Linked DNA regions of Mus musculus: all the other regions are linked to region 2. The links are chromatin contacts, called in public HiChIP or PLAC-seq maps. All regions are on one chromosome and are shown on one strand. The core of a region is the stretch at or near the end of the contact, and the rest is flanking DNA. Distances in the headings are between cores, read along the strand shown. Region 1 overlaps Ubr4 (ubiquitin protein ligase E3 component n-recognin 4). Region 2 holds the start of Aldh4a1 (aldehyde dehydrogenase 4 family, member A1). Region 3 holds the start of Pax7 (paired box 7).

Region 1 (4,504 bases), core at 583-3,082, 200 kb before region 2:
GATGGTGGGCTCTTGAAAGTATTGAAGGTTTTTGTTGTCTGTCTCCCCCGTTCCCTTTCTTGTCGACAAAACCAAAAGAGGGCACTTGTAATTGTGGGAAGCTTTCAGATAGATGGCTACTTCAGATCAGGGCAGGCTCCCATTAGACACGGGTGTCTCTCCATGGAGTGTTGGGGCAGGGGTATTCCTATGGGACCTTGTATGGAGAGGGACATTTATGATTAAAAAGATCCATTAATCTTTGAAGGATGAAGATTCTCTTTGCAATAAGCTGTGTACCTTCACCATCACACAGAAGGAGTTTATGAACCAGCATTGGTGAGTTCCTTTAAAGTGAGGGAGGCTGGGCCTCCAGTGTTGTTGCGTGGGACTTAGTGCTGACTTTTGTTCCCTGTAGGTACCACTGTCATACCTGTAAGATGGTGGATGGGGTGGGTGTGTGCACAGTGTGTGCAAAGGTATGCCATAAGGACCATGAGATTTCCTACGCCAAGTATGGTTCCTTTTTCTGTGACTGTGGAGCCAAGGAAGATGGCAGCTGCTTGGTGAGTGATGGGACCTTCACAGTCACATGGGCAACTTGTTAGTAATACAGGAATATCTAAAGCAGACCAGAAAATTCCCACCTCAGCTCTGTGTGGCCAAGCATTTGTTGTCATTGTAGTATTAGTGATGAATCCCTTTGTGGCCCCAACACTTCACTGAGAGCATTAAAAGCAGCATCCTTGTCACATAGTCAGGCCTAATGCTCTGAGGGGCATGAAGATGGTCGAGTGAGCCCCGTGATCTGCCTTCCAGTGGCTCAGCGCTGTCTGACCTGACTGTGGCAGGGACATAGGGACACTGATGAGTTCTGTTTCCAGGCCCTGGTGAAGCGAACTCCTAGCAGTGGCATGAGCTCTACCATGAAGGAGTCAGCATTTCAGAGCGAACCTAGGGTTTCCGAAAGTCTGGTGCGCCATGCCAGCACCTCTCCTGCTGACAAGGCCAAGGTCACCATCAGTGATGGGAAGGTTACAGATGAAGAGAAGCCCAAGAAGAGCAGCCTGTGCCGTACAGTTGAGGGGTGTCGTGAGGAGCTGCAGAATCAGGTGGGGCTTCCTGGTGGGCACTGGTGCACAGGACAGAGTCCAGCAGGCCTCATCAGTGGTCTGAGCCTCCCCTGCTAGCCCAGTGTTTTCTTTCATAGTTATGTAGTGTGCGTGCAAGTAGCCCATCTTTGGGGAAGGGCTTACAGCTAGCGGGAGTGATATTCTGGAACCTACTTTCTTGGCTAGGAGTTCTCATCTGGGCCCAGAATGCAGAAGCCATTGAGTGATTGTGTTTCCCGTTTGTCCATTCTGTATGCATAGGAGGCGTAGTTAAACATGCTAGGTGCCTTGAGTGACTTAGGGTGCCTGTGGGACCTCGGCTTAGATCGTCCTCTCACTGTCTACAGAGCTAGGGTTCTGGAGAGGGGACGAGCTCAGCTCCAGACAGTGACTGTCAGGATTGTCGTGTGCGACTCGTGATTTTTATTGATTTTTACTTTTTCACGTGTGTGTTTCCATTTCTCTCAGGCCAATTTCTCCTTCGCTCCTCTCGTGTTAGACATGCTCAGTTTCCTCATGGATGCCATTCAGACCAACTTTCAGCAGGCTTCAGCCGTGGGGAGCAGCAGCAGGGCCCAGCAGGCCCTCAGTGAACTGCACACAGTGGACAAGGGTGTGGAGATGACAGACCAGCTGATGGTATGTCAGGGTCTTGAGGTTTGCTGACTGTACAACCTGTGTGTCATGGTGTCTGATAGTGGCCACAGCAACTGAGGAAGAGACTTAGCAGTGAGTCATAAGCATGCAGAACCTAGAATCTGTGGTCACAGCTTTCCTCAGCTCTACTGAGCAGTTAGTAACCCACAGATGAGGTGTGTCTGACTAGAGTCCTGGTATTTAGCAAGCAAGTCCTCTTTTTACTAAAGCATGTATGTGTATGAACTCCTAAGATGTGAGGAACTCCATTTTGTGGGCACTATAACTGAAATTTCCTTGTATAAAATCGAAAGCCTCTTGCTTGTGTCCTCTCTCTTAAGGCTTAGTAGCTTGCAGAATAGCTTCGTCCTTTGCTGACTTCCAGCCTGAGTTGAAGACAGCTTTCCTTCAGTTACTCTTGCAGCCTGTCAGTCATGTGAGCCGTAGGGATAAGTAAGAAGAACAGGAGTGTGCGCGTGTGAATTTAGAAGGGGCCTAGGAGAGCGTTTCTGCCTGGGAGTTGTGCTCACAGTGCTGAGTCTTACTGGGAACCCCTGCAGGGAGGACCACTTGGCAGTGTGTGGGCAGCAGGTCCAGCCAGTGCAGGACTGACTCCCGGAGCTGGGAGCTCTGGCCAGTATATGTGTGGACAGACACCCAGAGAAGGGCATTGAAGATTTTAAATACTGACATCAAAATTAAGGGTGGAAGTTGGTGACCCACTAAGTTGCCAAGTTCACTTTTGCCAGGTGTGATGCATGAAGGGAAAATACTCTGTATCATTACCATCACTTTAAGTGAAAATGCATTTTAACGTTGGAGAACAGCAGCACTTCATTTACTTTCATGAGACTTTGACCCTGCTCTTGGAACCAGACTGAAGCAGTAGACTTTAATCAGTGGAGGATAGTGGACTGCAGGCTAAAGTCACTTACTTGTTTTGAGCTCTGGCTGGCCTGAACTCATTATATAGACCAGGCTAGCCTGGTACTCGGACTTCAACCTGCCTCTGCCTCCCAAGTGCTGGGAGTATAATAGGCTTTTGCCACCATGCCCTTCTACTTTTCCTTTGTTGTTAGTAATTTTATTATTTGAGAATTATGTGAATGCATATAATTGATTTTGGTCAGATTCACAAAGCCCTGCCTCCCAGATTGAATACTGCTGAATGACTAAGGGTTGCACTGCCCCCCAGGTGACAGTGGATGAACCCACCTAGTCTTACTTGCTTTCTCCAATACTTTCTCTGCTTCTCCCTTCTGCCAGGTTCCCACCTTAGGCTCACAGGAAGGTGCCTTTGAGAATGTTCGGATGAATTACAGCGGAGACCAGGGCCAGACTATACGGCAGCTGATCAGTGCCCACGTGCTGAGACGGGTGGCTATGTGTGTGCTTTCTTCCCCCCATGGGCGCCGCCAGCATTTGGCTGTTAGCCATGAGAAGGGCAAGGTAGGTCCCATGATTCCTTCCCATTCGTTTTAGGATCGGTGTTCAAATTGACCCTCTGAGGGGAAACACCCACACTTTGTTTCTGAGGACGAGACTGATCTCATTAACCCTTTTGGCTTGGACCTGAGTATTGGTTATCACTAGAACTGAGGTGACTTGGGAAAGGCTCTGGCAAGTGATTGGCTGGTGTTCAGGACAACTTAGTTCCCATCCCCGCCCATTTTTGGACGTGGAAAGGTACAAGCAGAGAGGCAGAAGTCTTCTTAAGAAGCCAGTGTTCCTTGTTTAATAATTCCTGCTCCAGGGATGCAGACACTCCGTTGGGGAATGCTAGGCATCTCTTTGCTGTTTTTGCCTCTCATCAGGGAGGCTGTCTTACCTTAACTGACAGTGTGGACAGTCCTTAAAGCAGATGGTCCAGAAGGAGCTTAATGGGGCGCTTGAGGCGGTGGTGCCTAGGGATTGGATATGTTAGGAGGAGATTCTGCACAGAACAGTCGGGTTCATTACTTGCCATTCTTGTCCTCACTGGGAGAAGGGGAGCATGACCTTCCATGTCTGTCTTTTGGGGAGAAGTAGAGGCTGAACTTGATCTACAGGTTTTCTAAGAGACTAAATCCGCAAAGCCAGGCAGTGACTTACCCTTCTCCCCAGGGAGCCTCCTTAACTGCCTACCTTAGACTCCACGAGGGCCTGGGGGGCCCTGGCTGGCCAGCGCCTGGGCCTCTGCAGCTTGCACTCCCTTTGCAGATCACAGTGCTGCAGCTCTCAGCGCTCCTGAAGCAAGCAGATTCCAGTAAGAGGAAGCTGACGCTAACCCGCTTGGCTTCTGCCCCAGTTCCCTTCACAGTGCTGAGTCTTACTGGAAACCCCTGCAAGGAGGACTACCTGGCAGTGTGTGGGCTGAAGGTAAGGACCCAGTGCAGGACTGACTCCTGGAGCTGGGAGCTCTGGCCAAGTCTCCTCACTGATAGATAGCTGAAGGCATGAGAGCTGCTGGAATGTAAATGTCTTTCTCTGAGCTCACTCAGTGCCTTCTGATTGCTCTGATCTTTGTGTGTTTTGGAAACCTGAGTGTCTAGGCAGTCTGAATTGGGAGCTGCAGGCCGGGATGGTAGGAAAAGGGACTCATGGGAGCTCAGGGAGAACTAGCTGACTGTCCCAGGCCCTGTCCAATTGCTCTGTTCTTGAACTCATGTCCAGGACTGCCACGTGCTCACCTTCAGCAGCTCAGGCTCTGTCTCCGATCACTTAGTGTTACATCCCCAGTTGGCCACAGGGAACTTCATCATCAAAGCTGTGTGGCTCCCTGGTTCACAGACTGAGCT
Region 2 (4,833 bases), core at 174-2,673:
ACATTATTGTTAGTATTAGTATTATTATCATTTTAGTTATTTGAGACAAGGTTTCTCTGTATAGACTGGAACTCACTCTGTAGACCAGGCTAGCCTCAAACTCAGAGATCTGTCTGCATCTACCTCCTAAGTGCTAGATGTAAAGGTATGCACTACCACTGCACAGCTACTTGGGCAAAAAAAATTCTTAATTTGTGATTGATGTGGGAGGGCCCAGCCTATTCTAGGTAGTCCAACCCCTGGACTGGCGGTCCACCTGTAAGGCTGAGCAAGCCAGTAAGCAGCGTCCCTCCACGGCTTCTGCATCAGCTCCTGCCTCCAGGTTCCTGCCTCAGTGATGAGCTGAAAATTTGCACACGTAAACCTTTAACTCCCCACTTGCTTTTTGGTCATGGTGTTTTGAGGCGAATCTGCCCAGTGTGGTATCAAATTAGAACCAGAGGGACCCCAAAGTAAATGCCCTGGTTACATTGTCAAAGACAGAGAAACACGTTGAAGCAGGACTGTGGTGGTGCAGGCCTTTAATCCCAGCACTCTGGAGGCAGACCTGCGGGTGGATCTCTGTAAATTCAGGGCCTGGTCTATAGAGCCAGTTCCAGGATAGCCAAGGCTACACAGAGAAACCCTGTCTGAAAAAGTAAAACCAAGCCAAAAAAAAAAAATTAAAAAAATTAAACAAAAACAAAACCCAAAGAGAATAAAGTAAGAAAACCCATACCAGTATCTTAGGAATACAGTGGTTCCCTAAGGCATCATTCTAAGAGCAGGTTTCGGAAGCTGTTTTAATACGTTCGAGTATTCATCAAACAACGTCTCATGAAGAAAACTGAAAATTTTAACCACGGGGCAGAGGGACAGAGGGACAGAGGCAGGAACAACTGGTTTTTGTGGCTAGAGGCTTTTAAGAAAAGGAAGAAATAAAGAAAATTAAAACGAAGAACGTTAAGTTCAGGCCCGCTAGGGTTTTATCTCATTCTGATTCCAATCTGGAAGGAAGCAAGCCCAGGCTTGGCCCTGAGCCAGGCTGGGAGATGGAGGGCAGATCAGGCTCCATGCACGGTGGCAGCCCCCGGGGAGGTGGCAGGGAGCTGGCCTTGGTGTGGCTCGGCGGGCCCGGGCAGAGTTGTAGCCTGCAGATGTCCAGCCTTCCAGCCACCAAGTGTTGGGGACCCAAGTAGCACCTGTCGCGTCGACCGGGTCCCCCCCCCCCCCCCCCCCCGGCCACTTCTACTACTGAGCACGCGCTCTGTGCAGGATCTGTCATTGGCTCCTGCAACTCTCCAGCCCTGCCTAAGAAGGCTGCAGCTTGCCTGTCCTGCTGATTGGCCTGGAGGCTTTCATGCGAGACTCTGATTGGTCAGTGAGGCTCACGCCCTCTCTCCTTGGGTCATACCATAAGGAGAGGAGACGAGGAGAAGAGAGTATCATTTCAGGGCTTTTCTGCTGCATTCTCTTGACCCGCAGTCCACAGTAGCAATTTTGATGTTAAATACAGCTGATGTTTATTGACAGAGGGGGAAGGGTACCCGAGGAGGGGCCCCGAAGGAGGTGGACCGGGCGATGCTGCGCCTCCCGCAGAGGTAGTGCGCTCCGGGCTTGTCTAGTCCAGCCCGGTGGGGCTGACTCTGAGCTTCCCACAGCTGCGCAAGACTGTTAAGAGTCTCCGCGATGCTGCCGCTGCCGTCGCTCCGCCGATCCCTGCTGTCCCATGCCTGGAGGGGCGCTGGGTGAGTGAACCCCTCTGCTGCCTGAGTCCTGAGAGCCGTGGACAGATCCCACTCTGTGGGTCCTCCAGGTTGCAGCCATTATCTCCAGGGTCCCTATGGCTCCCCTAAGTGCGCGCCGGGTCGCGACCTGCAGAGCCACTCTCCCATGGAGAACCTGTGGCGCCTTACCAGGTCTCTCTAGAGCAGTGGTTCTTAACAAATGCTGTGACCCTTTCCTCTTGGTGTGGTGACTCCCCAACCGAAAAATTATGCCACTTCATAACCGTATTTTGCTACTGTTATAAATCGTCATGTAAATATCTAATATGCAGAATAGCTGATATGCGACCCCTGTGAAAGGATCGCTCGGGGTGGCGACCTACAGGTTGCAAACCAATGTCCTAGATGGCCAGTTTTCCTATCCAAGGAACCCCAGGGAGGGTGTGGCGTCCGGATTTGTGCCCACGCCCCCTTCCTACACCCCTCTTTCTCCTAACGCTGTATATTTCAAATTTGCTGATTCTCCCAGACCTTGGCCGGCCCTGTGTTCCCATTCTGGAGCCTTCCGACACTCCCAGGGACCTCTCCACCCCACTCCCTTTTTGTTCAATATTGGGCTTTTGTTTTACGGTGGGTGCCATAATGACTTTTATAACGTGTGATGCGGCTCTGCGTGGCATGGGGCTCATTTTGAGGTTTGCCTAAATCCATTCAGACAAGTTCCTTAATAAATCACCGGGAGGCAGAGGCAGGCAGGTCACTGAGTGCAAGGCCAGCTTGTTCTGCAAGAGCAGGTTCGAGGAGGGTCAGGGATACACGAGAAACCCTGTCTCAAAAACAAACAAACAAACAAACAAACAAACAAACGTAATGAAGAGACAGGTAAGCCCTAGGGCAGAGAGCTGCTTGCTTTCAGCCAGAATCCTGGCTGCCTTAGTGATGTGTTCCAATATCCTGCCCCAGTATGGCTCACGGCCTGTTTGAACTTGGGTATTATTCCCCATTTCTGCCTGCCTTCCTTGTACAGTTTACACAGCACCCCCACACCCCTACTTTGGTTACTGTTTGCCTGCTCTGTGGCCTGTGACCCACCGTGTCCACCTCCACTGAGTTGTGACCTCTTTGAGTTAATCAGTGACCCTTTCCCTGCTCCCATGGGATGACCTGGGTGAGTTTCAACCCTTCCTCATGTTGTGTGACGCTATTAGGCAAAGGACATGGGATTGGGGGGTGGGGTGGGAGGTGGGGCGTGTGGTGAATGGAGCCTGCACCTCTTCAGTTTCTTCCTGCTCCGAGACCACCCACTGCAGCCCCGGGATGGAAGGCTCAGATAGGCAGAGCCTTCTATAGATTCTCAGGTTTACTTTGTACCTCTCCGGGTGTCAGTGTGCTACAAGGTGCACTGCAGTCAAGGGGATCATGCACTGGGTGGGGGCAGTGCATGATCAGGGAGTGGAACTCGGGGGAGTTTTCAACTTAACTGGCCAGAGAGGCGTGGACCCATGCATCTTGTCTTCTTTTAAGGAAAGCAGTCCATGTTATGAAGTAGTTTCGAATAGCAGTATCATTTTGCTAGCTAGCTAGTGTGAGGGCCCCACGCTGAGCCTAGGAGCTTGTTCTGGGGAGGCAGATGTAGCTGTAGTTACAGTTGGTCTGGATCCAGATCCCCGCCCTTCAGTGTGCGGCCCCCTAAACTGGTGGGAAGAGGATTTTGCAACCAGTTCTCTGGCCTCCTGCTGCCTGGTTTCTGTACGGTGCGGCTGGCCTGGCAGGGCGCCCTGAGAGGTTTCACAACATCAGCGAAATACATTCACCTTTGGGGCAGGTCTGCAGAATGCTTAGGAGAGCTTCCAGCCTGTGCCCGTGGTCCTGGTGGCTTCTTCAATCACGATGGGAATAATATCTCTGGATAGATGTCTTCTCCTCAGTGGTTGAGAGGCACAACCCCTAGGACAGTTGGGGTTATTTATTTAGTCCCTCATTCTTTTTAAGACTTATTTATTTAGTTAGTTATGGAGAAAGGATTTCTCTATGCAGCTCTGGCTGTCCCAACCTCATCTTCCTGCCTCTGGGATTAAAGACATGAGCCATCTCCACAGGCCTTGTTTTGTTTTGTTTTGAGACAGGGTTTCTCTGTGTAGCCCTGGCTGTCCTGGAACTCCATTCATAGACCAGGCTGGCCTTGAACTCACAGACCTATCTGCCTCTGCCTCCTGAGTGCTGGAACTAAAGGCGTGCACCATCAAACTCAGCTTCATCTTCTGTTCTTAATGGATTTGGTGGCCTCACACTTAACTCCTGCTTTGATGGCAATTTGGGGATTACTTAGTTCAAGAGAATGACTTATCAAAGGTAACAAAACGAGTTATTCCCTGCTACAACGTAGCAAATGAAGGCTCATCTCTGCCTTGAGCTGATGCAGCAAGCATAACTCTCTTCTCAAACACAGACCCGAAAACTGACCCTGGTTTCTCCACTGCTCTGCTCTCCTGTGTCGTTTGGGGCAATTTTAGTTTCACCAGTTGTGAATTCTGAACTCTCCCCAAGCAATGTTAGCTCTATCAGCCTGGGCAACGTGGGACCGCCCAATCACAGCTCCCCTGGGAGGGATGACTTGATAAGAATTGGTGTGCGTGAGTTATATTTGAACTACAGACTCGGGCGATGTTTTGTGAATCTCTTGATTTCCATAACTGAGTCTGTGAGTGGTGTGTGTGCTCGCACGCGTACGTGCGTGCGTGCGTGTGTGCGTGCACGAGCCACTGCACACAGGGAGGTCAGAGATAGATAACTTTGGGTGTTGGTCATCCCCTTCCACCTTGTTTGTGACCCGGTTTCATATATTTTTGTTGTTGTTAGTTACAAGGTAGGCCAGGTCAGCTGGCCCGTGCGTTTCTTGCTGGGTTTGTACATGTGTGCTGCTGTACCTAGCTTTACATGGGTTCTGGGGATTCAAACTCGGGCCCTCCTACTTGTATGCCAAGCACTTTTTCACTGAGCTGTCTCCCTGGCTCTCAGATATATTCAATTAAAAAGTTGATATTTAGCCAGAGAGATCTCAGGGGTTAAGAGCACTTGCTTGTAGCTCGTGTGGAAGACCTAAGTTCTAAGCTCTTCTGATCTCCAC
Region 3 (4,936 bases), core at 1,754-4,253, 210 kb after region 2:
TCCTTCAAATTTTCAAATAATAGGGACTGTATCTCAGAGCTAAGGAAAAGCTTCCGTGGGAAGCTTCCAGACAACTAGGGCTGCTAGGTGACACGGGATATTGAGAGAGGTGACAATCAAGGTCTGTGTACTAGAGAAGGCCTGCTGCCAGCCTTAGAGGCAAAGACACTCACTCTGGGCTTGCTGCCTCCGATAGCCCCGGGCCGGATGGACCCAGTCTCCTGATATCGGCACAGAATCTTGGAGACACAACCATGGGAAACACGGAGCTGACGGGAGATGACGCAGGGCCGGATGCCATGGTGGGCCATTTCCACTATCTTGTGACGGATGTGGTTCGGCAGGGGTCGACCGTTGATGAAGACCCCACCAAGCTGATTGACCCGGCCTTGGCCAAGAGGGGTGGACACTGTGGGGAGGGAGGGAAAATAGTGAGTACAGGACAGAATGCAGTTAGTGTGGGGGAGGAGAACCCAAGACTCCTAACAGCTGATCTCCAAGGTCTACTTGAAGCCCTGGGAGGCTCTTACAAGGAGAAAGAGTCCTGGCTTCTGGGACTTGGATTGTTTGTCCCCCCCCCCAAAGTCCCTCTACACTGCAGGAAATGAGGATACACCTTTGGGTGATGTAAATGGCAGGAAGGACAGAGTGGAGCCTAGTGGAGACTAGAGATCCTAAGAGCAGCTGCAAATGGTTCTGGGCCGCTAGCTTGGGGGTCACAGGCCTGTTTGTTGCCTCTGGTAGAGGCTGACAGCCAGGGCGATGTGGCCCACCAGGTCAGTCCTACACCTCTGGCCATTAGGACTGAACTATTGGATCAGTTAGGTTAAGAGGCTATTTGACTCCCAACATTTCTAGCTCTGGCTTGAGCACCCAGGACTGTGGCAGCGGGAGTCTGCACAGCTTAAGGACTGGGGATATAAAGCTGTCTGTGTAGCGTCTGGGAACACAAACCGTCCCTTAGCAGATTCCCAGGCTTTTTAAAACACCCTTAAAGTTCTCATTTCGTTGGGGGGGCAAATCGAGGGCACACTCCACGATGATCACAAGCTCCAAAATACCCCAACTTGGTCTCAGAAATGCAGTAATTGTCCCAGCAGTCTTTGCTGCAACTAAGATGGGCCACTTGTGTGTGTGTGTGTGTGTGTGTGTGTGTGTGTGTTTGTGCACGCGCGCGCGCGTGCATCAGGAAGATAGGCATACCTAGTGTGTTCTGGGGAAGGGAGAACTTAGGTAGGCCTTAATGCAAAGTCTACACAATTTTCTTACAGAAGGTTCGGGGGACACCCGGTGCACTAATCCAGCCTCGATCCCCCCAATTTGGGGACTCGCGGCTACAGAGATCTAGAAGATTACAACGATTTCACAGCGGCCCGAGCGGAGGAAGCAGACGGAATAATTGGAAAGGGGGAGGCTAGAAGAGGCTCGGTCTGCTGAGCTGTTCCTACCGCCCCCTCTTTACTTTCCCGCTCCCCCCTCCTTCACCAATTTTTCTTTGTAAAAGTAGGTATCTGAAACCACTCTCAGATTTAATCAGAAATCGTGCGTCGCCGAGCCAGAGTCCCTCGGTCTCCGTGGCGGGGTACGCCATTAGCGCTGGAGAGCTCTCGAACGCCCAACTTTATATTCAAGAGCCTCTTTAGCGACCGGCACTCGGCTCTCCTCAGTATTCTGCGTCATGTTGGGCAAATATTGTCCTAATCCTTTGCGCGTCCTTAGCCGCCTGTTTTGCTTGCATTCGTTCCAGGAGAGGACTCCGGCAAATCCCCGGCTGCCGCGCTCTCCCGCCTGCGTGGCCGCTCGCGCGCACTTGATCACGCAGCCCGCTCTCTTCGCCTCTGTCTAATTCGGGGACCCGGCGGCTTCTCGCTGCCCGAGGGAGGGGGCTCCCTCCCTAGATCGCCGGCTGCCAGACCGCCCCTTCTCGCCTTCTCTCCCCATCCTCCCGCACCCACAAGTGGGGCCCACACAATGACAAGAGGGGCGGCTAAAAAATAAAATTGGCACGCCGTTTCTAACTGCTCCTGAGACACCATGGGCTGTCTGAGCCGAGGAAACTAGAAGACCCTTCGGTGACTGGCTGAAAGCCTTCCATAGGTTTAAATAGAAAAGGGAGGGGGCGCGCAAAGGGGCCCTTTCTCCTCTCCCGGCCGATCGCCGCCGGCCGGTCCCCTCTGCATCCCCGAGTGGCTAGAGACTCAAAACAGTCCCCTGGATTGCTGTACCCTCTTTTGGTCTTGAGTTTCTTTCCCGGGACATTTGCAGACTTTAGAAAGACGTAGGGAAAAGTTATGTTTTTAATTTTTTTGTTTTTGTTTTTGCGGGAAATAAGGCACTATGCATTGTTTTTAATTAGTTTGTGTCGGGGCCGGGAAAAAAAAAAGCCAGTTAGTAAGTTGCTTGGGAGGAAGCGGACGGTCTGGTGGAGTGGAAATAGAGTGTCGCTTGTTGGTATTTCGAAATAAAAGGGGTTGGAGGGACCCCATCCCGACTTTGAGGGACCAATTCAAAACTAGGGAAGAAAGCCGGCGGCGCTGCGCAGAGACCCGGGAACTCTGTTGTGTCAGAGAAGAGTGGGAAACCCTGGAATTTACCGGAGCGCAAAACGGACCAGATGCGAATTCCCCGGGGAGTCGCATCCTGCGGCGAAAGGCCGGCAGCCGGTGACCCACGGAGCGCGGGCCGAGGGTCAGCGGAGTCCACGCAGAAACTGACAAGTGTCCGCTCTAGAAACTTCCCGTGTCCCACGCGGAGACTGGGACCCAGCAGAGCCCAGGAAGCCCCGCTGCTCGCTCCCCTGGAGGGTGCCATCTCCGAGGTCCTCCGGGGGACCCTGTAAAGGCCTCCTGCGCGCTCTCTTACCTTCCAGGGGGAAGCCGGTGCGCGGGTAGTTCTGCCCCGGGCCGGGTCTCATCATCCTGGGGACCGCGCCGGGCAGCGCCGCCATTCCTGCGCACGCTGGAGACGAATCCAGAGTCGGCTGGATAAACCTCTTGGCGTCTCTTCCTTTCACCCCTGCTGCGATCCTCCTCTCCTCTTCTTCCCTCCCCCCCCCACTAGCCTCTTCCCCCTCCCTTCTGCACCCCCCCCCACCCGGTTGCAGACGCGCCCCTTCCAGAAGCTGGGCGCGGGGGGGGGTGAGGTGGGGGCGGGAGGAGTGGAAGGTGGCGACAAGGAAGTTCAAACAAACAAACACTCCAACCCCAAGTCCGCCTCCACCCGCCGGGCTCGGCCAGAAGTTAAGCCGAATGACACCGGCTGCCGTGGGCCGAGCAGGCCGGGCTCCCTGTCCCCAGCTGCGCCTTGCGGGCCACCCGCTCCCGCGCTCCCGGCCGAAGTTCCTGAGCCCAGAGGTTGCGGAGTGGCTTTCTTTGGGTCTTTATTTATATATTTATTCTCTGGCTCGGACTCCCTCCTCCCCTCGATCCCTCCTCTCAGCGCCTCTTTCTGCTGGCCCTCACACCCTGTCCCCCGGAGGACTGGAACGGGGACGCGCTCCTGCTCGGGTTTCGGACTGGAGGGGAGGTGACCCGAGCGACAGGGTTGGGGAACACAAGAGGAAAAGCGAGGGGGCGCGAGCGATCAGCTGGGTAAGTTGTGCAAAAGTGCTCAACGGCAGGGAAGGGGAGGGAGCAGGCTGCAGCCAGAGAGATCTGATAGGTTCGGACTTTTCTTTTATTCATGAGCAGGAAAGGGGGCCAGTTCGGGAGGGAGAGGGGACCGATAACGAAAAGAAGTCTCCAACGAGTATTTTTTCCCCTTCCTTTTTAATCTCCAACTCGACCTCGTTCTTTTTTTTTCTTTTTCTTTCTTTCTTTTTTTCCTCAGGGGGTCGCGGGGGAGGGAGATAATTTGAAACTCTGAGTCCAGGGATGGCGTGGGCTGGGGGTGCTCTGAGGGAGGGAGAGGGTAACTTCTTTTAAGTGTTGTCCAGAGATGTGCTGGCAGGTCTGTGCTCCGGACGGCTTTCAGCTGTCTGCCCGCTGTGTAGGAAAGCCGGCCTTGGGCTGGGATCTTCTCTGTCCGCTCCGGCTATCTCTGGCCTCCTGGACTAGGGTCCACCGCACGTGTCCCTTCTCTTTTTAGTTCACTAGCTCTGAACATTCCTTGACAACTACTCCCTCCCTGGGCGGAACAGAGTAGGGTGACATCCCCGGAAGAATTTTGACTTCGCTGATACCTGTCAGGGCTTTACTGCTTGCGCCTGGCCTGGCCTGGCCTCCTGCAGCTCGGAGAAACGCAGCAAAATATACATCCCCAGAGATGCTGGCAAATCCGAGTCTGCCAAACCCTGGGGAATAACCTCTCCAGCTCCTCCTCCAGCTCCTAGGCCACCACCTTGGAGCCCTTTCTAGTGGACTCAGAATGTCCTGGAGGCGACATCAGCAAGGCTAGGGATCTGGGAGTCAGATGGGAGATGAGTGGGAGACAGACAGATAAAGCTGGGTACCACCAACTCTACTCCTCCACTGGAGGGCTGGGGAGGTGGTGGCCCAATTAGTTGCGCTCTCTCTCTCTCTCTCTCTCTCTCTCTCTCTCTCTCTCTCTCTCTCTCTCTCAGAGATCCCACAATTCTGTTCTCTGATGCCACAGTAACCAGTGGTCTCTGCCTTAGGACATAGATTCCTAGGGTTGAAAAGCCCTCCCAGCAGGGTAGGATGCCACCCATTACAGATCTTTTGTGCCCCCCCCATACATCTCCAACACTCCAGTAAAGGGCCTCTCTGGCCCAGCCCTGGAGGTGAAATACAATAAAATAAATCCAGTCCTCCAGCTCATGCCCTGCCCAGCCTTCTTGGAGGGGGTCAGTCTGGTCTTGGCCTGGGGGTGCTCTCTGCTGGCTGGCCTCAGTGTGTCCTCTCCCTTCCCCTCCTCCTCACCTGTGACCTTTGCCCCTCTCAGCATGCTACTGACCCTTTCTCCTAGCTGAGGGGTT

Evidence for each region. HiChIP or PLAC-seq counts read pairs in DNA pulled down with a chosen protein or histone mark.
Region 1: a contact with region 2 is called in an H3K4me3 HiChIP or PLAC-seq map of bone marrow-derived macrophages, with 4 times the contacts expected there. The contact joins the enhancer-like site here to the promoter of Aldh4a1 in region 2. A contact is called at or near these places in 13 of 39 promoter capture datasets (the 3T3-L1 cell line, the HPC-7 cell line, HPC-7-derived erythroid cells and 7 more), 5 of 15 datasets of contacts at CTCF or cohesin (embryonic stem cells, hippocampal excitatory neurons, large pre-B cells and 2 more), 22 of 484 Hi-C or Micro-C datasets (the G1E-ER4 cell line, the HL-1 cell line, the HPC-7 cell line and 13 more), 26 of 115 datasets of contacts at active chromatin or transcription factors (the HPC-7 cell line, the NIH/3T3 cell line, SST interneurons and 17 more) and 5 of 9 other capture datasets (adipose tissue, embryonic stem cells, liver and 2 more).
Region 3: an H3K4me3 HiChIP or PLAC-seq map of forebrain shows a contact between it and region 2, with 2.9 times the contacts expected there. The contact joins the promoter of Pax7 here to the promoter of Aldh4a1 in region 2. A contact is called at or near these places in 7 of 39 promoter capture datasets (the 3T3-L1 cell line, the C10 cell line, embryonic stem cells and 3 more), 1 of 484 Hi-C or Micro-C datasets (reprogramming fibroblasts) and 10 of 115 datasets of contacts at active chromatin or transcription factors (embryonic basal ganglia, embryonic forebrain, embryonic hindbrain and 4 more).

The regions. Positions count from the first base shown.
Region 1 is chr4:139,420,834-139,425,337 of GRCm38.p6, forward strand. Ubr4 (ubiquitin protein ligase E3 component n-recognin 4) reads left to right here. Exons shown (of 106, transcript NM_001160319.1): 36 at 248-318; 37 at 398-545; 38 at 864-1,091; 39 at 1,560-1,730; 40 at 2,994-3,176; 41 at 3,927-4,085; 42 at 4,380-4,504. Among named protein-coding and RNA genes, the nearest start is that of n-TVaac1, 7.5 kb to the right of the region's middle. Within about 2 kb of position 1,833, at least 35 of the 459 cell types and tissues checked have an H3K27ac peak or open chromatin away from gene starts, as enhancers often do. A contact at or near this core is called in the HL-1 cell line, bone marrow-derived macrophages and liver, where this site is marked.
Region 2 is chr4:139,621,471-139,626,303 of GRCm38.p6, forward strand. Aldh4a1 (aldehyde dehydrogenase 4 family, member A1) reads left to right here and starts at 1,424. Exons shown (of 15, transcript NM_175438.4): 1 at 1,424-1,727. The coding sequence starts at 1,669.
Region 3 is chr4:139,829,965-139,834,900 of GRCm38.p6, forward strand. It overlaps Pax7 (paired box 7), which reads right to left and starts at 3,004. Exons shown (of 9, transcript NM_011039.2): 1 at 2,863-3,004; 2 at 174-409. The coding sequence starts at 2,947. Gm46873 (a long non-coding RNA gene) reads left to right here and starts at 3,504. Exons shown (of 3, transcript XR_001784470.2): 1 at 3,504-3,590.